3 separate regions of the Mus musculus genome follow, and regions 2 and 3 are each linked to region 1. Evidence: chromatin contacts called from public ChIA-PET and promoter capture Hi-C data. All regions are on one chromosome and are shown on one strand. The core of a region is the stretch at or near the end of the contact, and the rest is flanking DNA. Distances in the headings are between cores, read along the strand shown. Region 1 holds the start of Cplane2 (ciliogenesis and planar polarity effector 2). Region 2 holds the start of Ddi2 (DNA-damage inducible protein 2). Region 3 holds the start of Tmem82 (transmembrane protein 82).

Region 1 (3,991 bases), core at 801-3,300:
TGGTGGAACTAGATAGTGCATGTCTAAGGTATGGTGTCCAGTGTTCTTTAGCCCAGCACTCAGAAGGCAGAGGCAGGCAGATCTGTGAGTTCTAGGCCAGCCTGGTCTACGTAGCAAGTTCCAGACTAGCCAAGATTGCATAGTGAGACCCTGTGTATAATTGTGTGTGTGTGTATAAAACAAAAACAAGAGAGGGTGTGTGTGAGCAGCAGACACCATTATGGCGGTACACACTTGTAATTCTAGCACCCAAGAGGCTGAGGCAAAAGGACCAGGAGTTCCCCAGGCCAATCTAGAGTACACAGTGAGAGCTTGTCTCCAAAAATAGGAAATAGCAGCAGAGGACCGAGCAGAGAAGAGGCCATGTTGTTGTTACACATGGAGAAGGCAGTGGCAGAAACCAACCCGGCAGTGAGGTCGGTTATTCCAGCCTCCACGGAAACACTTGTCCGTTGTTTGAGCCCCCAGTCTATGCAGTGCTATCAGAGCATTACAGTGCAAGCATTAAATGTGCAGATTCATTTAGAGATTTCCAAGATTCAAACCAGACCTTGGCGAGGCTGGGTATGAAGTCTAGAAGCCCAAAGACGACTCAGATCTAAATCTTTCTGGTCTGTGATTGACAGATCTCTGCCACTACAGAAAGGGCCTCATCTCAGGAGCATGTGCAATGGGTTCCGTCCAGCCACAGACTCCAGTAGAAATGGTTTCCTCTTGCACAGCCTTGCTGCCTCGTAAGGCAGGGACCGAAGCACCCTCTCTTGCACCCTCCTCCCTTGCCCACCTCCGTCTGCCTCCGTGGGTCTGTGACCTCCTTGCTGCTATTGACTTCACTAGCACTCCTAGGTGCCGAGGGTGAAGTCTTGAAAACCCAGAACCCAGTCTGGCCGGATAGATAACATGTTTTTAGAGTCAGGTAACCCAGGCTTCTGAGTCTGTTTTTCCACTGACGAGGTGTGTTCCAGCTACCTCATCTGGAGTAGCAAAGACATGAAGCTGTTTATATAGAGATGAGTGTCCACAGACTCCAGGGCAAGCGGCCCTCACGGAGTCTACTTAACTCATTCCTTGCAAAGCAGTGGCTGGCCCTCCTTGAAGACGCTGCTCGAGATGCTGGTGAAGATGACAGACGTCACTCAGAGTGTCTCAAACACCCGCTCATCTTGTGCAGCTCACAGGCATTTCCTGAGCTGCCATCTTTGGGGTTGCTCACAGGTCCGGGCCGGAGCATCCAGTCCGAGGGCAGGACTTCTGGCTCACCCTTGCTTCCCAGCACCAACCAGATGCTGGGCACACAGTTGGGGCTTGGTCATTGTTGAATGACAAGAATGAATAAATCAATTAGTAGACAAATGGCTCTTTATTCAGACCTCTTACAAAGCCCCTTGAAGCCTCAATCCAGAGGTATTTGACTCTGGACCTGCTGGGCAGGGTTGATGGAGCTGTGATGTTAATAACAGGAGCGTAAGAACTAAACCTGCTGAGCTTTGCTGCCCAGCATGGTTGTAAAGAACCCTGTGAAGGTAAATAAATAAATGGCCAGACATGGTAGCACATGCCTTTAATCCCAGCACTAAGAGGCAGGGGAGTTTCTGTGAATTCAAGGATAGCCTGATCTACAGAGAGTGTTTAAGGACAGTAAAGGCTACTATACAGAGAAACCCTGTCTCGAGGAGGAGGAAGAGGAGGAGAAGGAGGAGGAGGAGGAGGAGGAGGAGGAGAGGGATGAGAAAAGAGAGGAGGAGGAGCAGGAAGAGGAGGAGGAAGAGGAGGAGGTAGAAGAAGAGGAGGAGAAAGGGAAAGAAAAAAAAGAAAGGAAATAATATCCATTTTGTAGAAAAGGAAACTTAAGAGGCTCAGAAAACTGATGAAGCCTCCTTTCTGGGGGAGATGATCATGTTTGATAGGAAAATATGAGCTCACATTGGTAAAGTCGAATAAGAAAGATCCTGCTTAGGGAAGGAGCTGCAGACCTTGCAAAACCTACAAAGACCCGCCGGAATTCAGGAGCCCCGCCTCCGCCTGCGTCGCCATGGCAACATTTCTGCGCATGCGCTTCGTGGTCAGCGTCTTGACCTGACGGAAGCAGGCTCTGCTGGCAGGACAGAAAAGAAGGGCGGGCTTTTAAATCGTCACCCTGCTGGCGGGGACTGTGAAGGTTGGTGGTCCCGGGAGTCGGAATTGAGGGGGTAGAGGCGAAGTGGGGCTCGGAAGGAGATAAGGCAGAGGGGACTTGTGGAAATACCTTCCCAGGACAAGGATGGGTTAGTTCCCCAGAGAGCAATGTAGAAGGATGGGGCTATAGAAATGCACCTTCGGGATGGGGATCCAGGTTCCAAAGGAAAGCCAGAGAGAGATTAAGGACCTCGGAGTCGCCTTGCGATAATGGTTGGCCCTCTCTCCACTTCTACTCCCAGTATTCGGACACATCCTTACCTTACTGGCGTACTCAAGCATGGCCAGACCTCCCATGCACGGTTCGGTGATTGTCCCAGACTGGCATGAGACGGTCGAGGGTAAGGAGTACTTAGCCTGCATCCTGCGCAAGAATCGCCGGCGGGAGTTTGGTAAGCGGCACCCCACCTCACCCCACCCCCGTCCCCCAGACCTCACCACGTGCCACTAGTACACTCTTGACACTCCCTGGGGCGGCAGGAACAGATCTGTGGAACCTGCCCCACAGCACTTCTGACCATCGAGGTCTCCTGGGTGCCGCCTCTAGCCTCTAGTCTCAGGCCCCCTTCCCCAAATCTCCTTAAAGCTAATTCCACCAACAGAGCCAGGAACCTGGAAACAGCCCATGCCTGCCAACAGCAACTGTCACCAGAGATGCTGTTGACTGAGCCCTCACTTGGGGTCATGCCCTCTGCTGGGCACTTTGCACAGCAACCTTGCAACCTTGTTTCAGAAAGCGTTTCACTATGTTGCCAGTATTCATTGTTGTGTATCCAGTACTGGTTATGTAGACCAGGCTGACCTCAAACTCACAGAGATCCACCTGGCCTCTATCTTCTAAGTGCTGGGATCAAAGTCACGCATCACCACACCATGTCCTGCCTATTCAACTTTCTATTTATTTATTTTATGTATATGAGGGCTCTGTCTGCATGAATGTCTGCAGACCAGAAGAGGAAACAGTGTGAGACACCATCCATGTAGGTGCTGAGAATTGAACTCTGGAAGAGCAGCCTGTGCTGAGCCATCTCTCCAGCTCCTGCTGTGCAGTTTTAAGAACTCATAAAGATCCCAATGAGTTGGTTTGGGGATTTATTTGTAGTAGCTGTAAATATTTTTGCTTATATTTCCCTATTAAAGAAGAAATTGTAATATATATATATATTTTTTTAATTAATTTAATTTTTTTCCGAAACAGGGTTTTTCTGTATAGCCCTGGCTGTCCTGGAACTCACTCAGTAGACCAGGCTGGCCTGGAACTCAGAAATCCACCTGCCTCTGCCTCCCAAGTGCTGGGATTAAAGGTGTGCGCCACCACTGCCTGGCCTAAGATATATTTTTATGTATAAGAAAGCCAGATTGAATAGTAACAGTATTGGGGTTGGACAGATGGCTCAGTGGTTAAGAGCACTGACTGCTCTTCCAGAGGTCCTGAGTTCAATTCCCACCATCCACATGGTGGCTCACAACCATCTGTAATGGGATCTAGTCCTCTCTTCTGGTGTGCAGGCATACATGCAGGGAGAACACAGTATATATAATAAATAAATCTTTTAAAAAAATCACACCAGAAAGTGGTGGCACATGTCTTTAATACCAACACTTGGGAGGCAGAGGCAGGCGAATGTATGAGTTCTGAATTTGAGGCTAGCCTGTTTTACAGAGTGAGTTCCAAGACAGCTAAGAAACCCTGTCTTAAAAAAAAAAATCAAACTTAAAGGGGGGCTGGGAGCTGGAAGAGCTGGAGAGATAGCTCTGCAGTTAAGAGTACTAGCTGCCTTTCCAGAAGGCCTAGGTTGAATTCCGAGCATCCACA
Region 2 (3,991 bases), core at 507-3,006, 510 kb after region 1:
ACAACAACAACAACAAAAAACCCAACAACAACAACAAAAAAAACCAAAGCAAACAAACAAAAACCAAAAGCAGCTGGTTGTGATGGCTCAGGCCTTAACTCCAAACATTTGGGAGGCAAAGTCAACAGGGATCTCTGAGTGTAGATGGGAGCCAGTGTTTTATATAGTGAGACCTGCCTTAAAAACAAAACAAACAACAACCAGCAATTAATCAATCCTCTAAAAAGTCAAATCTCCCCCAGCCCCCCAAACTCCCTGGTCCTAGCTTGCCCCTGCTACCTGTATGAGGAGGCTGACCAACAGGAATGGGGTCCTAGGTTTTTGTGGGTTAATTTTTCTGTGGAAATTGGGGGAACTGTTTATTCCCAACTTTTGCCAGACCGCGTATGTGAGTGACACCTCCTTCCCTAAAATAGATCCTTCCAGAAAGAGCTGCATGCCAAGGTTCTAAAGTTCACATTGTGTGAAGGAATGGTACTTCTGAACACAATATTGACACGCAGAGTTTACCGTAAGTCAGGACAGAACAGGCAGTCGTTGGGCAACAGTTTTTGGAACTATTTCATAATTGCAGAAGGAAATCAAGATTTACATTCTGGGGCCTTGGGAGCTGTCTATAATTTTCTGGTGTTTAGACTACACCCAGCGGGGGCCACTTTGGTTAGAATCTTAAGGGATTTAGTGCAAAGGTTACAAAATAGTCCACCTATTGTTTGATGAAGTCTACTAAGGACACCAAAGCATTTTGAGAATATATTTTCTTGTTAAAACATGAGAAGGCTGAACTCCTGGCCGCCGAATCCCTCGGGGGTCTTCAGACAGTAGGCCATTTTCAAGCTAATATCCTTCGAAAGCACTGAGCTTTGAACTGACCCAACTAAACTGGGCCCAGAAAGGAGGAGGGCTTTGGCCTGAGAGAAGCAGACAGACTGAGTTAACCTAACCATTACTTTAATTAATATATGACATATATATATGTGTGTGTGTGTATACATATATAATAAATTAACCAAAAATGTATGCATTTCCAGAGACGTCAATGGCAGAGTGAGTCTCAAACTTTTTCCCCTCACTTTCAACCGCAAATCTGCATTCTCCCAGGTAGTAAACTGCGCATATTGGAGCGGTCCAAATAAGCGAACCCCAGGCAGGCGTCGTTCTCCCAGTGATCCAAACTGGTATTTCTGGTCGGAAAGTCAGGAGATCCCGGATGAGGACCCAGGCTCCCGAAGGCCAGAAGGTGGGGAGGGCTGCCCGCCCGCGCACGTGCCCCTCTAGCTGCAGTGGGTGCATCCACGGGCGGCTGCAGGACTCGGCCCCCGCCGGCCCCCAGCTCCCCCCGCCCCCGGCCACAGCGGCCGGAGGCCCCCGCTCGCTGCCGCACCCCGGCGTACCTGGCTCTCGGCGGCGGGGATGCCGGACTCGAGCTCGCACAGCGCGCGGAAGTTGTGCAGCTCGAAGTCGGCGTCGACCTGGAGGGAAAAGGTCACCTCGGAGAGGTCCCTCCGCACACAGTACACGGTGAGCAGCATGGCCCGGGCCCGACCCGGCTCGACTCGGCCCGGCCTGGGCGCTGGGCGGAAGGCAGTCGGCGGCTGGGGAGACCTGGCGGCAGCGGCGGGAGGGCGACGGGCGCGGGCTGCTCGCTCGCTCGCTCGCTCGCTCCTTTCCTCCCTCACACGCGCGCAATGACTCACTCGCTCCCGCCCTCGGCAGCCAGCGCGGCCGCCGCCACCCGCCTGCGACGCCGTCTGCCTGCCTGCCGGCCTGCCTCCCACCGCTGCCGTCAAGCTCGCGGGCCGCCCGCCCGGCGCCCCGCCCCGTCGCAACGCCACGGCCGTAAAGCGCGCCAGGCTGCCGGCAGCCTTCGCGACGCTAGGCTGTGGGGCAGGGCGGGGCTGGGGAGACTGGAGGGAGGAATGGGGATGCGGGGTGGGGGAACCCCACGATTTAATGCTTGAGCTCCGGAGTATTCCAGGATCCCAGTCCCAGTTAGTCATCCAACGGGGACCTACTGTGCGAATGGCGTGTGCATAAAAATGGTTGAAAGACAAATTAAGCACATCTTTCTAAAACAGAGTTTTCGTAATGGAAGTTGTCATTTCAGTAATATTAACTCGGTTTCGACTTGGTAATGAATGTAGGACGAAAATCCAGATCCTTTGCTGTGCTCGAGGCCCATCCCAGCCTGCGGGCTGGCATGGCTGCGCTGGCAGCCACACACACACAGCACAGTTCTTAGTTAACTCACTCTCAGACTGCATCCAGCACTGGACGTTTACTGGGTACGGTTTAGAATTTACTCCGTATACTGGGACTGGTAGCGCAAACCTGTAATCCCAGCTACTCAGGAGGGTGAACAGAAGGCTGGCAAATTCCAAGCCTGCCTGGATCATAAGTGTTCCAGTCTGAACAATTTACTTTAATGGTATAGATAAAATACCTTGTTGACATCTTGCCTACCAGGACCAAGCTCAACCTCAGCAGGACAAAAAGACAGTACTTGGGAAACAGTCGTTATTTTAGTGGCCACTCAATTCATAAGAAGATGTAGATACCAAGAATGGTAAAAATCCGAAAACATCTCCCGGGCCCACTAGGGTGGTCCACATTTGTAATCCCAGCACTCAGGAGTGTTTGGTTTCCAGTCCTGGATTAGGGGCTGAGGTATGCATTGTACAAATCAAAGGCTCAAGGTTCTCCTGACATCCCTCTGTCCCTACCTGGCAGGGACTCAGCTGCCCTTCCCCCAGAGACTCTTCTGCATTTAATACAGATATCATATCATATATGATATCATTGGTCTCTCTCTCCCCCCCACCCCCATTCTCTTTCTTTCTTTCTCTCTTTCTCTCTTTCTTTCTTTCTTTCTTTCTTTCTTTCTTTCTTTCTTTCTTTCTTTCTTTTCCCTCTTCTCCTTTCCCTTCCCATGGCGACTAATATGGCTTCCTTCCTCTCCTTCCTTGGGACCAGTGAATTCGTCCTCCTGACAGAAGCTTCCCAACCCAACAAACCCGCATTTACGACGAGCTAATCTGTCTTGAATTGGTTCATTTCACCATCATCCAGGAGCAGAGACTGCAGGATCACTACAAGCACAAGGATTTCCACTCCTGGCTCCGTGGAGCGAGGAGCCTCCTCCAGCAGAACAGGAAGGAAATGGGAAGCAGGGTGGCTGTGGATGCTGCAAGAACTTCACTTTGCAGAAAAGACAGAATACATAGGCGCAAGACTTTTACAAAAACAGAAGTGGAGACGCTGGGACCACAGGACAGGGCTGAAATCAAGCATCCGTGACAGAAAGCCCAGCTGCTGTGCCAAACGAAAAGAAAATTGCAATGAAAATGTCAGCTAGAGAGCCTTTCAAAATGGAGTTAGGAAACTTAAGTAAGGTTTGTGAGGATGCCAGATGCCCCACAGGATGTGAACTCCAATCACCCCACTGTGATTGCGTCTCCACAGTTAGTGGGCACCAAGATGTTTATTGTGGCATGAATTGTTCCTTTAGAAATTTAAAACTGTAAACCAGGCAGTGGCGGTGCACATCTTTAACCCCAGCACTTGAGAGGAGGCAGAGGCAGGTGGATCTCTATGAGTTCCAGGGAAGTCTGGTCTACAGAGAGAAACCCTGTTATATGTATGTGTGTATTGGCTGCATGTTTGTCTGAGCACAAGTATGGATAGTGCTGGTGAGGAGGAAAAGGATGTCAGGTTCCCTGGGTCTGGAGTCGATGGCCGTTGTGAGCTGACATATGGGTGCTGGGAACTAAATTGGATCTAACCTCTAGAAGGGCAGCCAGTGCTCTTATCTGCTGAGCCATCTCTCTAGCAGCCCAACCCTTTTTTGAGAGAGTGTCTCACTGTGTAGCCCTGCAATTTATTGTGTAGAGCAGGCTGGGTCTTGAACTCAGGGAGACCCACCTGCTTCTACCTCCCAAGTGCTAGGATTAAAGGTATACGCCACCACGCTGGTTTGAAAGCAGCAGTCACA
Region 3 (3,991 bases), core at 750-3,249, 400 kb after region 1:
AGAGCCCAGCGTAGGCCACATGGCGGGAGGCTGGCATCAGGAGGGTGGTTTCTCTTGTTCATCCGGTTGGCTAGAGGGTGATGGGTCTGGGCCTTGAAGACCCGACTTCACAGGCAAACCGTGTGCTCCTTTGAGCGTCAGTTGCCACACTGGTGGAGATCCAAGAAGACCCTTAATTATTACAGCTGTCCGGACAAAATGGGCCAAAGCCCTCAAAGGAACTTAGCCAGGGCCGGTCAAAAAGCTCAGCAGAACAAGCCTTTTGTTTTTGGATCTCATGTGTTCCAGGCTAGCCCCAGACCCAATAGTCAAGGATGGCCCTGAACTTCTCATCCTTCAGGCAAGGTTGTCACCAGGCCTGGGTTTACACGGTGCAGGGGATCAAATCCAGGGCTTTGTGTGAGCATGCCAGGCAAGCACTCTACCAACTGATCCACACTCCCAGCTCACAGAACCGACATTTACACGGGTGTGATTGTGTGTGTGTGTGTGTGTGTGTGTGTGTGTGTGTGTGTGTGTGTGTGTTGGGTCTGTCTCGTACTGCCAGGCAACAAACTAAAATCTATGGTTTCCATCTGAAAGTGGGGGTGGGGTCACTAGGCTCTATTTCCCAATCCAGAGGATGAAAGTGGCCCAGAGTGGCCCCACGCTGTCGTCTCACCTTGCCCAGAGACAGCAGAGTGGACACAGCCCGGAGCGAGAACTCCAAGACGACGAGGGCGGCTACCCGGGACCCTATCAAGGTCAGGAACAGGGTCAGACCAGCCAGATGCAGCATCTCCAACGAGGCCCATTGCGCGCTCAGCCGCTGCTTTTGGGGCTGCCGCTGGGGGTCACTGTGGGGGCAGAATGGGTGCCGGCTGAAAGACAGGATCACGGGGTCCTGTCCCGTGGGAGAGTTGCCAGGGCTCCAGCTCAACTCTCTCGGCTCTCTCCAAGAGAGACCAGACTCCGCTCAGGGACCAACTGCCTGGGCAAGGTGGGTGGGACCGACGTGGACACTCACTTGACACAGGCCACGAAGAAATAAACTTTCAGGAGACTGTTGAGAACCGAGACTCCAAGGGCCCCGATCAAGCCTGAGCCAGACAAAGGAGAGGGTGAAGGGGGGGGGGCGTTAGTGTTGTCGGGGAGGAGGCAGGGTGAGCTCAGGGGGCAGCCAGGAGCCGAGACCCCCACGTGGATGTGGGGCCCACCTTGCACTCCGCCCACCCGCGGGAGGGACGTGGCGGGGAGGGGCAGGTGTGCATCCCAGAGGCGCTCACCTTGCAGAAGGCTGTCGAAGAGACTGGAACCCCACTCAAAGGAAGGGAGGCTGGGGAGCCAGGAGGAGAGGGAAGGCAGGGAGAACATGGCAGCCTCCAGGAACCCTCAGCCTCCGACCGGGTCCGCGCTGGGACAAACCCAATGATATCACTGGTCAAAGGTGTCTCTAGAGGACAGGGGAGGGACTAGGAAAGGGTCAAAGGCCTGGGGGCGGGGCCGGGGAGACAGCTGCCTTAGATCTTCCAGGTTGCTGGATTCAGTGGCACTGTCAGCTCGCAGCTGCTGGTGGCTTCCCATTCAGGTCTCAAGGGCAAAGCAGTTAACTGGTTCTGGTCTGTCCCCGCTAGACTTCAAGGCCACCATGCCTTCCGGAAGTCCCTCTTCGGCCAGCTCACCTGGCCTTCCCCCTCTCAGGTGTGGCCCGCACTCAACCTGAAGTGTGACTTGGCCCTCTCAAGTTCCCAAAGCAGAGCTGCTCCCCGCAGCGCTCTGTCTCTTCGGGCTTCTGAAAATTAGTAGTTTAGCTTCTACAAGCCACAGGGAAAGAAGGGTTTGGAATCCCCTTAAGACTTAGGTTGAAGCTGGGCGTGGTGGCGCACACCTTTAATCCCAGCACTCGGGAGGCAGAGGCAGGCGGATTTCTGAGTTCGAGGCCAGCCTGGTCTACAGAGTGAGTTCCAGGATAGCCAGGGCTACACAAAGAAACCCTGTCTCGAAAAAAAAAAAAAAAAAAAAAAGACTCCGGTTGAGCGCAGTCTTTCTTGGGGTCATACTGTTCTCCTTCCGTCCACTAGGTGGCAGGCTTCACCTGGGCGGGCGGGCACTGCTTTTTGGGTCCTTCCTAGAAATAAAAGGCTTGAGATTGAGGGTTTGGGGCGGGGCGGGGCGGGGCAGGGACAGGGAAGCAGAGGGCAATTGCCAAAGTTTACAAAATATAAAACTTTATTGGAGTGTTCAGGAGTGTTCATCTGGAGTAATTTTTCTCACTTGGGAAGTGGTTGGGGAAGGTGGTTGAGGCTACCTGGCCAAGAGCGAGTGTCCACTTTCATAGGAGAAAGGCCACTGGGTGCCTTACACACCTGTCCCTGTGGTGGAGCGTGCCTGCAGTCTGGAGAGAGGGCTCGGAGTGTGTCGTTGGCCCTGCAGTGGCTCTGCTCCGTGACCCACATGGACAGGCACCCTCTTTCCTAGGCCTGAGCTCCCCCGGACGTACACAAACAGGAAGCCTGGACTCAAGCGCTCTAAGACTGCTGCTGACGCCCTAATCCAGCCCCTCAGGGACTGTAGAGGGAGGCCGTGGTAGCTCCCTCGGTAATATGCAGTCCCTGTGTGGGTCCTATTCAACAGAACTGGGTCTCCATCTCCCTGTCCTCCTCCTCCTCCTCTTCCTCCTCCTCCTCTTCCTCCCTTTCCTCCCTCCCCAACCCCCTTCTCCCCTCCTCTCCCTCTCTCTCCTCTCTGGCTCTCATGGAATCCAGGCTGACCTCAGACTTGCTATGGAGCCGAGGATGACTCCGAACTCCAGATCCTCCTGCCTCTGCCTCCCCAGGGCTGAGAATACAGGCAGGGGCCATCATGCCCAGTTCATTTGGATCCTGGGGGGCCTCGTGGGCATCAGGTGGGCAGTCTGCCGACTGATCTATGTCCCCAGCCTGAGGAAAGCTGATTTTACTCAGATTCAGAGAAGACCAAAGGAAGCTGCTCATTTTAAAGTCAAGGAAAGAGGTCTCAGGAGAAGTCAGCCTTGGGCTGTGGTGTGGACCACGGGCAGATCACGTGACCAGCATGCCCAGGCCCTGGCTCTACCACAGCACCACAGATAACTGAAATAAAAGAGAGACGCCAACACCGCCAATACCTTCCTGCGCTTCCAGCTTCAGAAGGTAGGAAAACAGGGTTGTTTGTTTTGCTAAGCCATTGAGGCAGCTTCAGAACTTGGTTTGATAACTAGCTTTGGCCAACCAGACTCTGGGGACACCAAGGACTCCCTGGTGGCACAAGGGTCTCACATGCAGTGGCCTCTGAGGGACACGAAGCCCAGTAGTCCTGATGTAGCCTTGTCTTCGTTGAGAGCATGGTATGGGGGTAGGCAGAGTTGAACTCCAGTCCTGGCTCTGTCATGGCAAACATATGTGGCTCCAGCCAGAGACATGGCTCCCCTCAGCCTCAGTTTCCCCATGCTGAGAGAGGCTCATGTGGTCACACAGTGGGTGGAGGACTGAGGAGCCAGTGCAGCTGAGTGGCTCCCCTAATGGGAATCTTTAAATGTAGGCATTGCTGTGGCCATGAGCTAAGGCATGGTAACCCAGGGGAGAGAAGGGAAATAAAGAGGTGGTGACATGGGGCACACTGGTCCTGGGGCTCAATGGATCCCAGTTGTCCATTGTTCCTTGCCTTCTCCTCCTGGCTTGTGGCAGGGCCTGACTCAAGCTAGCTCTGGGCAGCCAGTCTTACACTGACAGGCCATCACCTCTACCAGATGGCAGGCTTGGTGGTGGGATGAGGGTTGAGTCTAGGTGCCCTGGTGCTGGGCCCTCGCAACCAGTTTCCGAAGCTCATCCCAGAAGAACATGCTAAGGATGGTGTGGGGACCCAAGCGCAGATAGGCAGGGCCTAGGCCTTTGTAGAGTGCCAGGGGTCCCTCCTGTTGACAGGTCTTCACCAGGCAATCAGCGAGGCCCCCATACAGCTGGCCCTGGGGATAAACATGGGGAGAGGGTTGAGG

What was found. ChIA-PET counts read pairs in DNA pulled down with a chosen protein or histone mark. Capture Hi-C pulls out chosen DNA fragments and counts their contacts.
Region 2: a promoter capture Hi-C map of liver shows a contact between it and region 1. The contact joins the promoter of Ddi2 here to the promoter of Cplane2 in region 1. A contact is called at or near these places in 1 of 484 Hi-C or Micro-C datasets (LSK cells), 3 of 115 datasets of contacts at active chromatin or transcription factors (effector CD8 T cells, memory CD8 T cells and pancreatic cancer cells) and 1 of 9 other capture datasets (liver).
Region 3: an RNA polymerase II ChIA-PET map of memory CD8 T cells shows a contact between it and region 1, with 6 read pairs. The contact joins the promoter of Tmem82 here to the promoter of Cplane2 in region 1. A contact is called at or near these places in 2 of 115 datasets of contacts at active chromatin or transcription factors (memory CD8 T cells and neural tube).

The regions. Positions count from the first base shown.
Region 1 is chr4:141,211,906-141,215,896 of GRCm38.p6, forward strand. Cplane2 (ciliogenesis and planar polarity effector 2) reads left to right here and starts at 2,051. Exons shown (of 6, transcript NM_001081174.2): 1 at 2,051-2,158; 2 at 2,418-2,567. The coding sequence starts at 2,456.
Region 2 is chr4:141,721,663-141,725,653 of GRCm38.p6, forward strand. It overlaps Ddi2 (DNA-damage inducible protein 2), which reads right to left and starts at 1,757. Exons shown (of 10, transcript NM_001017966.2): 1 at 1,395-1,757. The coding sequence starts at 1,532.
Region 3 is chr4:141,616,634-141,620,624 of GRCm38.p6, forward strand. Tmem82 (transmembrane protein 82) reads right to left here and starts at 2,000. Exons shown (of 6, transcript NM_145987.2): 1 at 1,266-2,000; 2 at 1,007-1,079; 3 at 662-836. The coding sequence starts at 1,353. Slc25a34 (solute carrier family 25, member 34) reads right to left here. Exons shown (of 5, transcript NM_001013780.1): 5 at 2,191-3,961. The coding sequence ends at 3,779.